Linked DNA regions of Pan troglodytes: region 1 is linked to region 2. Evidence: chromatin contacts called from public HiChIP or PLAC-seq data. All regions are on one chromosome and are shown on one strand. Each heading gives the region's core, a stretch centred on a gene start, on an enhancer-like site or on the middle of the called end of the contact. The rest is flanking DNA. Distances are from core to core; before and after follow the strand shown.

The links. HiChIP or PLAC-seq counts read pairs in DNA pulled down with a chosen protein or histone mark.
Region 1: an H3K4me3 HiChIP or PLAC-seq map of stem cell-derived excitatory neurons shows a contact between it and region 2, with 5 times the contacts expected there. The contact joins the promoter of FTL here to the promoter of DBP in region 2. A contact is called at or near these places in 2 of 7 Hi-C or Micro-C datasets (induced pluripotent stem cells and stem cell-derived neural progenitor cells) and 1 of 1 datasets of contacts at active chromatin or transcription factors (stem cell-derived excitatory neurons).

The regions. Positions count from the first base shown.
Region 1 is chr20:51,900,699-51,906,880 of NHGRI_mPanTro3-v2.0_pri, forward strand. It overlaps FTL (ferritin light chain), which reads left to right and starts at 3,805. Exons shown (of 4, transcript XM_063802058.1): 1 at 3,805-5,757; 2 at 5,918-6,064. The coding sequence starts at 5,656. BAX (BCL2 associated X, apoptosis regulator) reads left to right here. Exons shown (of 6, transcript XM_063802057.1): 5 at 898-1,002; 6 at 1,622-1,888. The coding sequence ends at 1,726.
Region 2 is chr20:51,576,005-51,583,215 of NHGRI_mPanTro3-v2.0_pri, forward strand. It overlaps DBP (D-box binding PAR bZIP transcription factor), which reads right to left and starts at 5,299. Exons shown (of 4, transcript XM_016936441.4): 1 at 4,477-5,299; 2 at 3,202-3,612; 3 at 1,058-1,269. The coding sequence starts at 4,615. It overlaps CA11 (carbonic anhydrase 11), which reads right to left. Exons shown (of 9, transcript XM_001171568.7): 6 at 7,141-7,211; 7 at 6,897-7,051; 8 at 6,480-6,645; 9 at 5,635-5,763. The coding sequence ends at 5,738.

The sequences.
Region 1 (6,182 bases), core at 2,555-5,054, 320 kb after region 2:
GCAGAGCTTTCAGTGAGCCGAGATTGCGCCACTGCACTCCATCCTGGGTGTCAGAGCAAGACTCCATCTTAAAAAAAAAAAAAAAAAAAAAATGGAAGCAGCTCAGCGAGGCACAAAACAGGAAGTGGAAAGGTGGAGTGAGGTCAGGCCAAAGCCTGCACACAGGGCTTGTGGGCTGCGCTGTGCCTTCGGGTCTTCATCCTGAGGGTACTGGGGAGCCACAGAAGGCTCAGGGGTGGGGCAGTTGAGAGTAACATTATCTTGTTTACAATTTTATTTTTTTTATTTATTTATTTTTTGAGACGGATTCTTGCTCTGTTGTCCAGGCTGGCGTGAAATGGCGTGATCTGGGCTCACTGCAACCTCTGCCTCCTGGGTTCAAGCGATTCACCTGCCTCAGCATCCCAAGGAGCTGGGATTACAGGTGCCTGCCACCACACCCAGCTAATTTTTGTATTTATTTATTTTGAGATGGAGTTTTGCTCTTGTTGCCCAGGCTGGAGTGCAATGGCGCAACCTCGGCTCACTGCAACCTCCGCCTCCCGGGTTCAAGCAATTCTCCTGCCTCAGACTCCCAAGTAGCTGGGATTACAGGCATGTGCCACCACGCCCGGCTAATTTTGTATTTTTAGTAGAGATGGCATTACTCTGTATTGGTCAGGCTGGTCTTGAACTCCCGACCTCAAGTGATCCGCCTGCCTTGGCCTCCCAAAATGCTGGGATTACAGGCATGAGCCGCCGCACCTGGCCATGTTTACAATTTTTGAAGCCGACTTCAATTGTGGGTGGCAGAAATCTTTGAGGGGAGGCAAAGAATTGAGAAAGGAGGTTTGGGGCCACTATCTCCAGGCAGTGGGGACAAGGTTCAGTCCCTAACGCCCACTCCACTCCCCACAGGCCCTGTGCACCAAGGTGCCGGAACTGATCAGAACCATCATGGGCTGGACATTGGACTTCCTCCGGGAGCGGCTGTTGGGCTGGATCCAAGACCAGGGTGGTTGGGTGAGACTCCTCAAGCCTCCTCACCCCCACCACCGCGCCCTCACCACTGCCCCTGCCCCACCGTCCCTGCCCCCCCGCCACTCCTCTGGGACCCTGGGCCTTCTGGAGCAGGTCACAGTGGTGCCCTCTCCCCATCTTCAGATCATCAGATGTGGTCTATAATGCGTTTTCCTTACATGTCTGATCAATCCCCGATTCATCTACCCTGCTGACCTCCCAGTGACCCCTGACCTCACTGTGACCTTGACTTGATTAGTGCCTTCTGCCCTCCCTGGAGCCTCCACTGCCTCTGGAATTGCTCAAGTTCATTGATGACCCTCTGACCCTAGCTCTTTCCTTTTTTTTTTTTTTTCCCACTGAGAAGGGGTCTCGCTATGTTGCCCAGGTTGGTCTCGAACTCCTGGCCTCAAGCGATCCTCCCGCCTCAGCCTCTCAAAGTGCTGGGATTACAGGTGTGAGCCACCATGCCTGGCCTGAGTCCAGCTCTTTAATGCCCATTCATCTCAGTCCCCTGCCCGCAATCCTGCCTTCTGGCCTCCTCCGTCCCTGATCCCGCCTCTGCCTGCCCAGGGGCTGCCCCTGGCCGAGTCACTGAAGCGACTGATGTCCCTGTCTCCAGGACGGCCTCCTCTCCTACTTTGGGACGCCCACGTGGCAGACCGTGACCATCTTTGTGGCGGGAGTGCTCACCGCCTCACTCACCATCTGGAAGAAGATGGGCTGAGGCCCCCAGCTGCCTTGGACTGTGTTTTTCCTCCATAAATTATGGCATTTTTCTGGGAGGGGTGGGGATTGGGGGACATGGGCATTTTTCTTACTTTTGTAATTATTGGGGGGGGTGGGGAAGAGTGGTCTTGAGGGGGTAATAAACCTCCTTCGGGACACACTTCGGCATCTGAGTCACTGGGCCTCTGCCCCGCTCCCCGGCACGTCAGGAGAGCCGGCCCTGTCCGCTGCCCCACGCCGGGCCCGCCGTCTGCTGGCCTAGAGATACCTGCTTGGGCCACTCAGGGACGTGGGGCTCTCTGCACTCACTTGACATCTTTTTCTGGGGTGCCCTATGGGGTCTGTGGGTTAGGGATGAGTTGGTCCTGGGCCTGACCTGCAGGAGCTCACGGGAAAGGAAAAGAAGGGAGCTCACGGGAAAGGAAAAGGGAGCTCACGGGAAAGGAGGGTGATAGGTGGTACATCTGTCGCAGCCCAGGATGATCTGTGCGGGACAGAGGCAGCGGCCTGTGAGGCCCAAGCAGGCGTGTGGGTAGGGGAAGAACAGCACGGCCGGCTGCAGAGCAAGCCTCCGGGGCCCGGGGACCACAGCCTGGCATGTCACACGTGGGACCTCAGGAGGCCATACCTTTACTGAACTGGAGAATGGGAGTGGGGGGAGGAGGGATGGGAGGACCAGAGGAGCAGGAAGGGCTCTGGAGCCTGGTGGTGAGGTCGCTGGAGGGTGGCAGGCTGAGGACACCAGGGCGAGGGCCCACGGGAGAGGCCTCCTGAGCTGGGCTGAGGACAGAGAGGAAGGGACCTGGCTGGGGACTGAGAGGCTGGAGGGCAGGGCAGAGGAGGAGGAACCTGGTCTGGCCCCACAGCTGGGTGGGGCCCCCCTGGAGAGGAACTGCCGGAAGAAGGTGCTGAGCTCAGAGGCCCAGTGACCTTAGACACAGGCGGAGCGAAGACAAGGGGGCTAGAGGATGTGGGTTCTCAGTCACAGGGTCTCTGGCGCCCCCCTCTGGGTCTTTACCCCCTCCCATCTCTGGGTCTCTGTCCCCACTCTCTCTCTGGGTCTTTGCTTTCCGAGCCTCTGTTCCCACCCCACCTTTGGCCCTCTTTCTCTGGGCCTCTTTCCACCCCTGGCACCCAGACCTCTGGCCCCCTCTCTCTGGGTCTCTGTCCCCCGCTCTGGATCTCTGGCCCCCCATCTCTCTCTGGGTCTGTCCCCCCACCCTGAGTTTCTGTCCCCCTCTCTCTGGGTCTCTGTCCTCTCTCTGGCTGTCACTCTCTCTTGGGTCTCTGTACCTCCCCTCTCTCTGGGTCTCTTTCCCTCTCCCCGGTCTCTGTCCCCCGCCCCCGGGTCCCTGTCCCCCGCCCCCGGGTCCCTGTCCCCCCAACCCCAGGTCTCAGTCCTCCCTAGTCTCTGTCCCCTTCTCTCTGAGTCCCTGTCCCCCCTCTCTCTGGGTCTCTGTCCCCCCTTCTCTGGATCTCTGTCCCCACCTCTCTCTGGATATCTGTCCCCCACTCTGGATTTCTGTCCCCTCCCGCCGGATCCCTCTGAGTCTCTATCCCCCCCACCCCCGTGTCTCTGTACCTCCCTGCCTCTGTCCCCCCCCACCTCTGTCCCCCCCCCCCCCCTCTGGGTCTCTTTTCCCCTCCCTCTGGGTCTCTGTCCCCCTCTCTCTAGGTCTGTCCCCCTCCCCTCTCTCTCAGGGTCTCTGTACCCCTCTGTCTCCGGGTCTGTTTTTCCCTCTCTCTGGGTCTCTGTCCCCCTGCCCAGGTCTCTGTCCCCCTCTCTCTCAGGGTCTCTGTCTGAGTCTCTTTTTCTCTGGGCCTCTGTCTCCCCACCCCACATTCTCTATGGTCTTCAGATCCTGTCTCTCTCAGCCCCTCCTCTCCCTCCACCTATGGGCCCCAAGGCCCCTCTCGGCCGACCAAAGGTCTCTGGGCTGAGGTATGACATTTGGTAAATGAGTAACTCGGGCCCCACAGTCAACGGGGTGCTTTGGATGGCTGCCCCTCCTCCATGGACTCTTCCCAGAGACCCCAAGTCAGGGGAGAGAGAGGGGCAGAGGATCAATGAGTGTACACTGAGCCACCACCCAGAGTGAGGGGACAATATGGCCACAGGCAGGATCCCAGAAAAAAAAAAATTATGGGAACCAAAAAGACACGGAGACAAAGCACACAGCCGGCTTCCAACAAGGGGGGACCTTGGGGTAGGGGGCCCGATTTGGGTCTGAGCCAGGTCTAGTTCTGAGGGTCCCACCAAAAAAGTCGGGGAGTGCCAAGGGGATGAGGTCAGCGAGTGGCCCCACCCCCATCCGTCCCCGCGGGGGCCCCTTCCCGCGCTGAGCTCAGCATGACTCAGCAGTCGCTGCCTGCAACAAGGACCCCAGATACCGGCCTGGCGGGGCATCTGCAGATCCCCTCGGTCAGGGGCTGCCCCGCCTGGGCTGTTCGAAGCAGCTCCTCTGTAGGGCAGGGCCTGACCTCACCCCACACCCCAGTGGCTTCAGCTCCCTGCCCAGCGCACGGGCTGCCTCCATCAGGGCACTTAAGTAGAGTCAAGGTTTGCGCCGACTCCGTCTCCCAGAAATCAACGTGGACCAGGCCCACTTAAAAAATATGCATTAGTCGAAGACAGACGTCTCGTCCATAGGTCCCCAGACTGTTTGTCCACAACGCAGGGCTTCTCTTTGTGGGCCTGAAAGAGCACACGTCAGGCAAGACACGAGGGCAACTTCAGAGACACTGTTCAGGGCCACGGAGAATTCTCGAAGTCTGTGAGTTGCCTCCAAAACAGCCTCCAGGAAATGCAATCCCAGAGACACCGCAAAGCTCAAAACACACTTTTCATTCCTCCCCATTTCCACTCCCAGAAAAAGCCTGGGCCCCTGAAAGAGCTCCAAGGTATCCCCAAAGTCCCAGCCCATCTTTGGAGGGTTCCAGAGGGCTGTCCAGGGTTCCAGAAGTCACCCTACCTCATACAATGCTCCCCCTGGGCTTCCCGCACTGGGTGAAACCCACGGCTCCAGAATAACTGCCCTTTCCAACTTGCAGAGCACCTCAAGAACCTAAAGATTTCCCCGGGGAGGGCTCCAAAATATAGAGAGTTTGCATCGTGAACCCCCACCTCTGTAAATCCCAGGACTCCAGTCCCCGCAACACTCCATCTTCCAGAGATCTCCAGGGGTCCAGAAATAACACCTCACAGCCTTCCAAGCTTCCCAAGGATCCGGAGACTCCTTATCTTGCAGCGCAAACCTCAGGCAACTACAGGTCCTCCCTGCACCTTTGAGGTGCCCCTCCCCCCACTCAAGGTTCCAGAAAAATCCATGCCCTCGGAAACCCCAGAATCTTACTTTCCGGAGGCACCCCCAGGACCCCAGGGTCATCAGTTCACAGGGCTGTTAGTGCTCCCATAAAACTCTAGCCTCCCAGAGGGACCCCAGCCCCCACCCTCCCGCCCACGAACCCCTGCATTTCCAGAATCAGCCCCAGGGCCCCAACCCCCCCAAGCCCCCCAAGCCCCCATTTCACAACACGCTGGCGCTACAGGCGCGTGACTTCCCCTTGCTTTGGGGCGGGGGGCTGAGACTCCTATGTGCTCCGGATTGGTCAGGCACGGCCTTCGGCCCCGCCTCCTGCCACCGCAGATTGGCCGCTAGCCCTCCCCGAGCGCCCTGCCTCCGAGGGCCAGCGCACTATAAAAGAAGCCGCCCTAGCCACGTCCCCTCGCAGTTCGGCGGTCCCGCGGGTCTGTCTCTTGCTTCAACAGTGTTTGGACGGAACAGATCCGGGGACTCTCTTCCAGCCTCCGACCGCCCTCCGATTTCCTCTCCACTTGCAACCTCCGGGACCATCTTCTCGGCCATCTCCTGCTTCTGGGACCTGCCAGCACCGTTTTTGTGGTTAGCTCCTTCTTGCCAACCAACCATGAGCTCCCAGATTCGTCAGAATTATTCCACCGACGTGGAGGCAGCCGTCAACAGCCTGGTCAATTTGTACCTGCAGGCCTCCTACACCTACCTCTCTCTGGTGAGTCCCCAGGACGCCCCTGGCCCTAATTTCGTCCAGCTGCGCACCTCCGGCCCTCACTGCACGCGCCAGCCTTCTTTGTGCGGTCGGGTAAACAGAGGGCGGAGTCCCCTTGGCCTCGCCCCCCGCTAACCATTGTTGCCTCCATCTCTTCCCGTAGGGCTTCTATTTCGACCGCGATGATGTGGCTCTGGAAGGCGTGAGCCACTTCTTCCGCGAATTGGCCGAGGAGAAGCGCGAGGGCTACGAGCGTCTCCTGAAGATGCAAAACCAGCGTGGCGGCCGCGCTCTCTTCCAGGACATCAAGGTAACTAGTGTGTGGGTAATGGACTACATCTCCCAGCAGGCCGTGCGCGCGAGGAGCCTTGATTTGAGGGCTTAGGTGTCGCGTGGGCTTCTGGGAGATTGAGTTCGGTCTTGTGAGC
Region 2 (7,211 bases), core at 4,049-6,548:
CCCAAAGTGCTGTGATTACAGGTGTGAGACACCACACCCGGAACATTTTTGTACTTTTAGTAGAGGCGAGGTTTCACCATGTTGGCCAGGCTGGTCTCAAACTCCTGACCTCAAGTGATCCGCCCACCTCAGCCTCCTAAAGTGCTGGGATTACAGGCGTGAGCCAACGCGCCTGGCCCGGAATGACAAAGTCTTGTAACAGAAGCCCAAGCAACTCTTGCTAGGGAAGACTCCAGTAATGGCAAAAAACAAAATGAGGCAAAGATGCAATGACTGCTCAAATCACCCCAAATCAGAAAGTGGCACTGGCTGCTAACAGAAGCCTGAAGTCTCCCACCAGTGAGAAGTCCAGGCCCAGGAAACAAGGCCTAAAGGGGCTGGCACAGTCTTCATCCTAGCCAAATGCAATCACTCCAAAGGAAGTCCCACATCAGAGATCAAAGGCCTGCTGAGTAAGGAGAGACAGGCCACAGGCTGATATCCCATTGCCAAGGGAAGACTGTCCTTCGCAAGTGTGCCTGGTGGAGCTCTGGACCCAAGTAATAGGAGAAGCTCCAAGTCTCTACAAGTAGACCTAGCAGAGCTGGCTGAGTCAGCACCCCACAGTGACACTGTCTTTTGTTTTAAGACAAGGTCTCGCTCTGTTGCCCAGGCTGGAGTGCAGTGGTGTAATCTTGGCTCACTGCAGCCTCAACCTCCCAGGCACAAGCAGTCCTCCCACCTCAGCCTCCCAAGTGGCTTGTAGAAATGGGGTTTTGCCATGTTGCCCAGGCTGGTCTTGAACTCCCGAGCTCAAGAGATCCTCCTGCCTCAGCCCCCTAAAATGCTGGGATTACACGAGTGAGGCCCCTCGCCCAGTTGACACTGTCTTCATAAACCTCAGGCCCCTGCCCCCTTGTGCCCCGTGGCCAAGGAGGACTAATCCGTGGCTGCAGGCCAGGAGAGGCTGAGCACTAATCCCAAGGAGAAGCCCAGGCTTGACTGTGAGAAAAGGCCCTTCCCTGGCTGTGGGGCATGTCTCCAGCCAAGTCTATGTCCCACATCCAGCTCTGCTCACCTTCTGCTCCTCTGGCACCTGGATTTTCCTTGCCTTCTTCATGATTGGCTGGGGCTTAAGTTCCTCTTCTGAGAAGCGATGTCTTCGAGGGTCAAAGGTCTCGTGGCCAGGAATGCTTGATAGGGCAAGATCAGCTGGGTCGGGTTCAAAGGTCATCAACACCTCCACGGTGTCTGGGTCCACAGGGCTGGGTGTGTCCCGAGAGGTCAGGCCTTGGGGAAACAGCACGTGTCAGCTGAGTGTGTATTTTAAGGAGGGGGTTTCCTGAAGCTACCTCTTGCTGTGGTATCATAGCCACATGGAAAGTCCTTCTGGGATCTAGCATAAATTTGGCCAAGGATTAATCTCCCTAATATAAAATATGAAGGTTCCCTTGGCCAGGCGCAGTGGCTCATGCCTGTAACCCCAGCAGTTTGGGAAGCCGAGGCGGCGAATCACCTTTAGTCAGGAGTTCGAGACCAGCATGGCCAACATGGAGAAACCTCATCTTTACTAAAAGTACGAAAATTGGCCAGGTGTAATGGCGGGTGCCGGTAAGCCCAGCTACTAGGGAGGCTGAGGCTGGAGAATTGCTTGAACCCGGACCCTGGAGGTGGAGGTTGCAGTGAGCTGAGATCATACCACTGCACTCCAGCCCGGACAACAGAGCGAGACTCCGTCTCCAAAATAACGAGAAAAATGAAGGTTCCCCTAAGCCATAAAGATGCTTAGAGATCATGGAGCCATATCCACCTTTACAAACAAGGAAACTGAGTCCCAGTCATAACTGACTTGCCCTAGGTAACATATGAATCAGGGCTATTGCTTCTACACTTGATCTTAGCCAAAAGGCCGAGAAGCGATGGGGCTATTGCTTCTAAAACCTCAGGACTTCAGATGCACAGTCTAGCCTGAATCCTACTTACCAAATCCACGACCTAAGCTTAGACCCCAGACTGTCCAGAGAAAAAGAATCTACTGCACTGAAAAGCTCTCAAGTTAGAGTCTAAGAGCTACTCGCTGGGAAGAGGAGGAGAAGCTGCTCTAAGGTTCCAGAAGATTGGTTCGAAAGGAGGCGCCTGTACCTTTAAGCACCAGCCAGCCGGGGCCAGCTAAGGACACAGGTTCAGGGCCGAGTCACGTGCTGACGCCTGCTTCCCTCCTCCTCCCTTCCTTCCAGGCCCCCCTGCCATCGGCGCCCTCACGTTCCCCCGGCCCCGCCCCCTCGCGCTTGAAGGCGCCTGCGCGAAGCGCGGAGGAGGGATGGGAGGACTCACGTGGCGCAGGAATGTGCCGCTGGGAAGGGTAGGGCCCTGGTTCGGCCCGGAGGTCGGACCTGGAGCAGGTGTGCCCAGGAATCCCCGACCTGCAGTCCGTCCCTGGAGACCTCAATGTGCCCAAAGGGAAACATCTTTCCTCTTGCTCTTCCAGTCACTTAGTTCCACTCAACCTCCAAAGATTCCCAACCCTCTGCTCTCCGGGGAGCATCGGCCTCCTGGACCTTCCCAGAACCCCCGCCACTGGGCTACCCACGATTCTGGGATCCCAGGCCTCTCCTAGGAATATAGGAAGCTTGGCCCCAGCCCCAGTTGGAGGATCCAGAAACAAGATCCCTAATGTTTTCCCTTCTGAAGAACTCTGGGACCCGGGGCTGCAGCACGCCCCACTGGGGGACCCAGGGACCTGGGCTGCCAGTCTCTTATGTCCTGGGTAAACAGAATTCTGTGCCTCTCCTTTGCCTTTGCCCCTGTAAAGGACCTAGGGGCTCCAGTCCTATCCCAGTTCCATCGATTATGGGCCCAGATTCGGGGGTCAGTCCACTCCCCAGTAAATAACTCTGGTGTTCCGGACTTCCAGTTCTGGCTTCACGAGTATCCACATCGTTTGTCCCCAAGTCCCACAGAAAAACCCACAAAATCTCATTGGGCAGGCTTCCTGGAATTTAGGGTTCCAAGTCTCTCCTCCCCTATGGATCCAGAAGACCAAGTCCCTGACCCATTAAGAGACGCCGAATCTGGCCCCCTCCCACGACACCTCTCGACAACTGGACACAGAATTCGAGGCCGCAGCCGGGTCCCACGGTCCCAGCCCCCAGCGTCGCACAGCCCCGCCCCCTGAGTCCAAGCCCCGCCCCGTCAGGACCCGACCCGCCCCCTTCGCCGCACCTGCGCGGTGGCCGCTGGCGGTCCCGAGGGCAGCCCGGGCGGGGGCGTGCCCAGGAGAGGAGCGGGGGGAAGCCGAGCCGCACGAACCCGGCCCTGGGGAGGGTGCGGGCGTCCGCGCGGGTGACGGCTCCGGCGACGGGCCACCGGGGGGCGGCGGGCTGGGCGGGAGCCCGTGCTCCAGCAGGAAGGCGTCCAGGTCTACGTACTCCACATCGCCGAACGGCAGCGTGCGCTCCCACAGCAGTGGCGCCAACAGACCCGGGGCGGGCACCGGCCCCGGGCGCCCCCGCGGGGACCCGCCGCCCACCACTGCCCCAGCCGGGGCATCCGCCGGGCCCGCAGTCTCCAGGCCTGGCCCAGGGGTTGTGGCTGCAGGCAGGGCCGCCTTGCGCTCCTTTTCCTTCAGGAGACCTGCGGGCCGGGAAAGACGGGTTGGGATGAGGGTGAGGTGGGGGAGATAGAGATGGAGAAGAGACCCCGAGTCCGAGAGGCACAGGGCGGAGATCCAGAGAAAGAGGGGACGGGGGGTCGGAGAGGAGAGATGGGAGAAAAAGGGACGGAGACGCAGAGTGGGAGAGAGACCCAGAAAGAATGGAGACGGGGGTGGCAGAGACAGGTGGACAGATTCACAGAGATGGGGACAGAATGCCGGGAAGGAATAGACACACAGAAAGACAGCGAACCAGAGAAAGAGAGACGGAAGTTCAGGAATAGGGGGGCAGGGACAGGGTAGGTGGAGGGTTGGGCAGGTGAGAGAAAAAATGACAGCTCTGTAATTCACTGTAATTACCCAACCCCCATCCCCTGCGCGCTGTACCCCCTTCCCCTCCCCCACCATCTGTAAGGGGCAGGAAGGGGCTCTATTCCTGGGGCACATTCCTCATCCCTAGACTCCATGTGACCCCATGACGCCCCGCCCAAGCCCGTGTCACCACCGTGTGAGCACCCGACACACCCCCTCCCTGGGACCCCAGGGGTCCAGACTCCCGGACCAAAAGGAAGAGGAGGCTGGGGCCTACACTCTTGTGAACTAAGCGGGGAGGACGTTGGGGACGTTGGTGCCTGGGTCCTTAGGGTGGACGGGCTTCAGAGCCGGCGCTTTTGGGTCCTGGGCGCTGAGGGATCTAGGGGCCTAAACACCTGAGTAATTGAGTAGATTAAGGTTGGGAAGATGGACTCCCCGCACACAGGTTTCTATGGGACCCCACCCCACGGCACCTGAGTCCCTAAGCGGGTAGGGTGTCCGAAGTGGGTGAGATGGGGGTTAGAACTCACAGCTGGCCGGCTCTTTGGGCTTGCTGGTCCCCTGCAGAAGGCTCCGCAGCCCAAGCAGCGCTCCCCCGCCAGGGGGTGTCCCGGCCGGGCCGCCCAGCAGCAGAGGGGCCGGGGTCCTGTCGCTCACAGGCCGCGCCATCGCCTGGCACCTGCCCCCAGGCTCACGGGTTCATGGAGAGGCGAAGGGCTGGCCTGCCAGTCACCAGCACACTCCAGTGGTTTGGACGAGTGTCTGCCCAGGGGCGGGCGAGTGTAGCCTGCAACCCTCCAGTATCCAGAACGCTGCAAATCCTAGGAGCGACGGGGATTTGAGGTCCTCGGTGCAGAAACGTGCAACTCAAGAGGGTCCCGGGAGATCATGCAATCTGGGCGAGGGAGTGTCCAGATCAAGCGGTCGGCTCTTTGCAACCGAGGGTGAGAGGGGACTCAAGGCGCTCCTTCTACAAGGTGGGCGAGCCTGGCTCTTGCAAAATCTGCAGCTCTCGCAACGGAAGGCGCTTTGCAATCTGCACCGAGAGGTGTGCGCGGAGGGGCGGAGGAGGGGGCAGGAGGAGGCGGCCGCCTTGAGGCGTGGCCAAAGCAAACTTCTTTCGCGGAAAAAAAAATCCAAACCAAAACACCCGACGCCACAGCGCGCGCCCCTCCTCCGGGTCCCCGCCCGGCGCGTCCAGCCCCGCCAGCCTCTATGGGCATGCACCCCAGCCGCGTGCCTCCCTCCGGCTGCAAACACGGACCAATCGTCTCCGACACCTTGAGACGCACAGCCAATGGGGCCTCTGGGTCCGCCAGGGCCCAGGAGGGCGCGTGAGGGGCTCAGCGCGTGAAGTTGCCTTGCCTTTCGGTGGGAGGCGGGACACTGACCTACATTTGCCCAATGGGAGGCGGTACTGGGGGCGGGACCGTGACCCAGTTTGGGCCAATGAGGCAGGCGGGAGGGGGAAGCACATGGCTCTGCTCGTGCTGCCTGATGGCGAGGGGGGTGATAGGGGGAAAAGGGGCGCCGCTTAAAGGGGCCGCGGTCCTAAAGATGGTTTTGAGAAGCAGGAAGCCAAAATACCGAGAGCGGAGGTTTAGAAAGAGGAAGATTGGTTTCCGGAAGAAGTCTGTTCTTTAATACCCAAATGTTTCCCCACCGCGCCTAGAATCAGACCACTGAGAAACAGGAAGTATTCTGTCCCTTTAATAGCTTTGTTTTAGGGGTAACTCCCCTCGCCTTGTGGGGAGGCTTAGGACGGGCGGGTGCAATCCTCGAAGGGGAGTCTCAGCGACCATGGGGGACACCATCCACTGTAAGACAGAGAACGGCAGGGGGCGTCAGTATAGGATGGAAGGGGCGGGGGCTGCGCCGCGCTGAGCTCTACCGTCGGAAGTCTGCGAGCGGGGAACCAGAATGTACCAGGTCGAGAAGCACTGGGCTGAACCACAAGAAGCCAATAGGAGGGGGGAATCGGGACGTCCAGATTCAGCAGTAGGCTGAACTACTTGAAGGTCTTCATGGGGGGGTGTGGACTGTACCATGTTGCGAAGCCGGGGGGGTGTGAGATTCCTGGGCTAAACCACAGGGAGGCAGAGGTGGAGGGAAGGGGTTGTACCTTGTAGATTCTCAGTAAGGGGGAAGGGAGTATCAGATTGTGGAACAGCGTAAGGTAGTACGACTTGGAAAGGGAGAGAGGATCCAAATTGTACCATTTTGGAAATTCACAGTAATAGGAAGCACAGAACAGTAGGTAATTGGACCATAGGAAGGCAGGGGTCAAGGGTTATAGACCAAGTTACAAAGCAGTGAAGAGGAAAGACAAATCGTGGGCTAGCAATGGCCTAGGGCTGGCAGGTGGACTGTACCACATAGACATGTAGGGAAAGAGAGAAAAAGAGACAGCTCACGAGGCTAGACCATATAGACGCAGGAAGGAGGATGGGACTGAATCACACTGAGACACCAAGGGGAGACACATATAAGCGGGTTAGCCCAAGACTTAGAGGGGGTGCAGACTGGACCATACCATGCAGGCGGTAGTTGGGGCCTCGGCAGCGCCTCTCGGGGTGCCGGGGGTCCCTGTTGCCCCTCAGTGCCCTGTGGGCCAAGGGCTGCAGGGGCCGGCTGTTACCGCTGAGGCTCTGGAAGATCTGAGATGGAGGATTCTGGCTCAGGAGTCTCAGGGAGTGCATCTGCAGTGGAAGGAGGGTGGGAAACTGGGAGTGAATAGTGAATGGTCTTGGTGACGTCACGCAGGAAACCCCGCCCCTGGGAGCAGGTGGGCGGGGTCTGTTCTCAGCCCCACCCACCCCCAAGGTGGTCTGACCCTCTTACCTACTTGAGTTCAGTCTATGAGGAGAGGGAGGGCAGGTGAGCAAGGGGATGCCCAGGCCAGTGAGTGGAGTACCCAGGCCTAGGAAGGGCGGTGCGGACAGAGGGTCACCTGAAGGGAGGTGATATTGAGGGCCCGGTCAATGAGGATCCAGGTGACAGTCTCGGAGCAGGGCGGGGTGCTGAGAGAGCCCTGATAGGTGATGAAGCCGAAGGATTCAGGGAACAGGAGCTCCAGGCTCAGGTCTTGAAGAAAGTAGGCATCATCTGCGGGAATATCAGGCCAGAGTAAAGAGGGGTGGCACTCTTGAACCCCCTCGTGTGTGACCACTGCCCCCAGCACGCCAGGGACTTACTCTTGTAGGAGATGCGAGTGATGGTGTCGCGGTTAAGGAGGCGACTGAGGAATGGGTTAGAGGTACTGGCA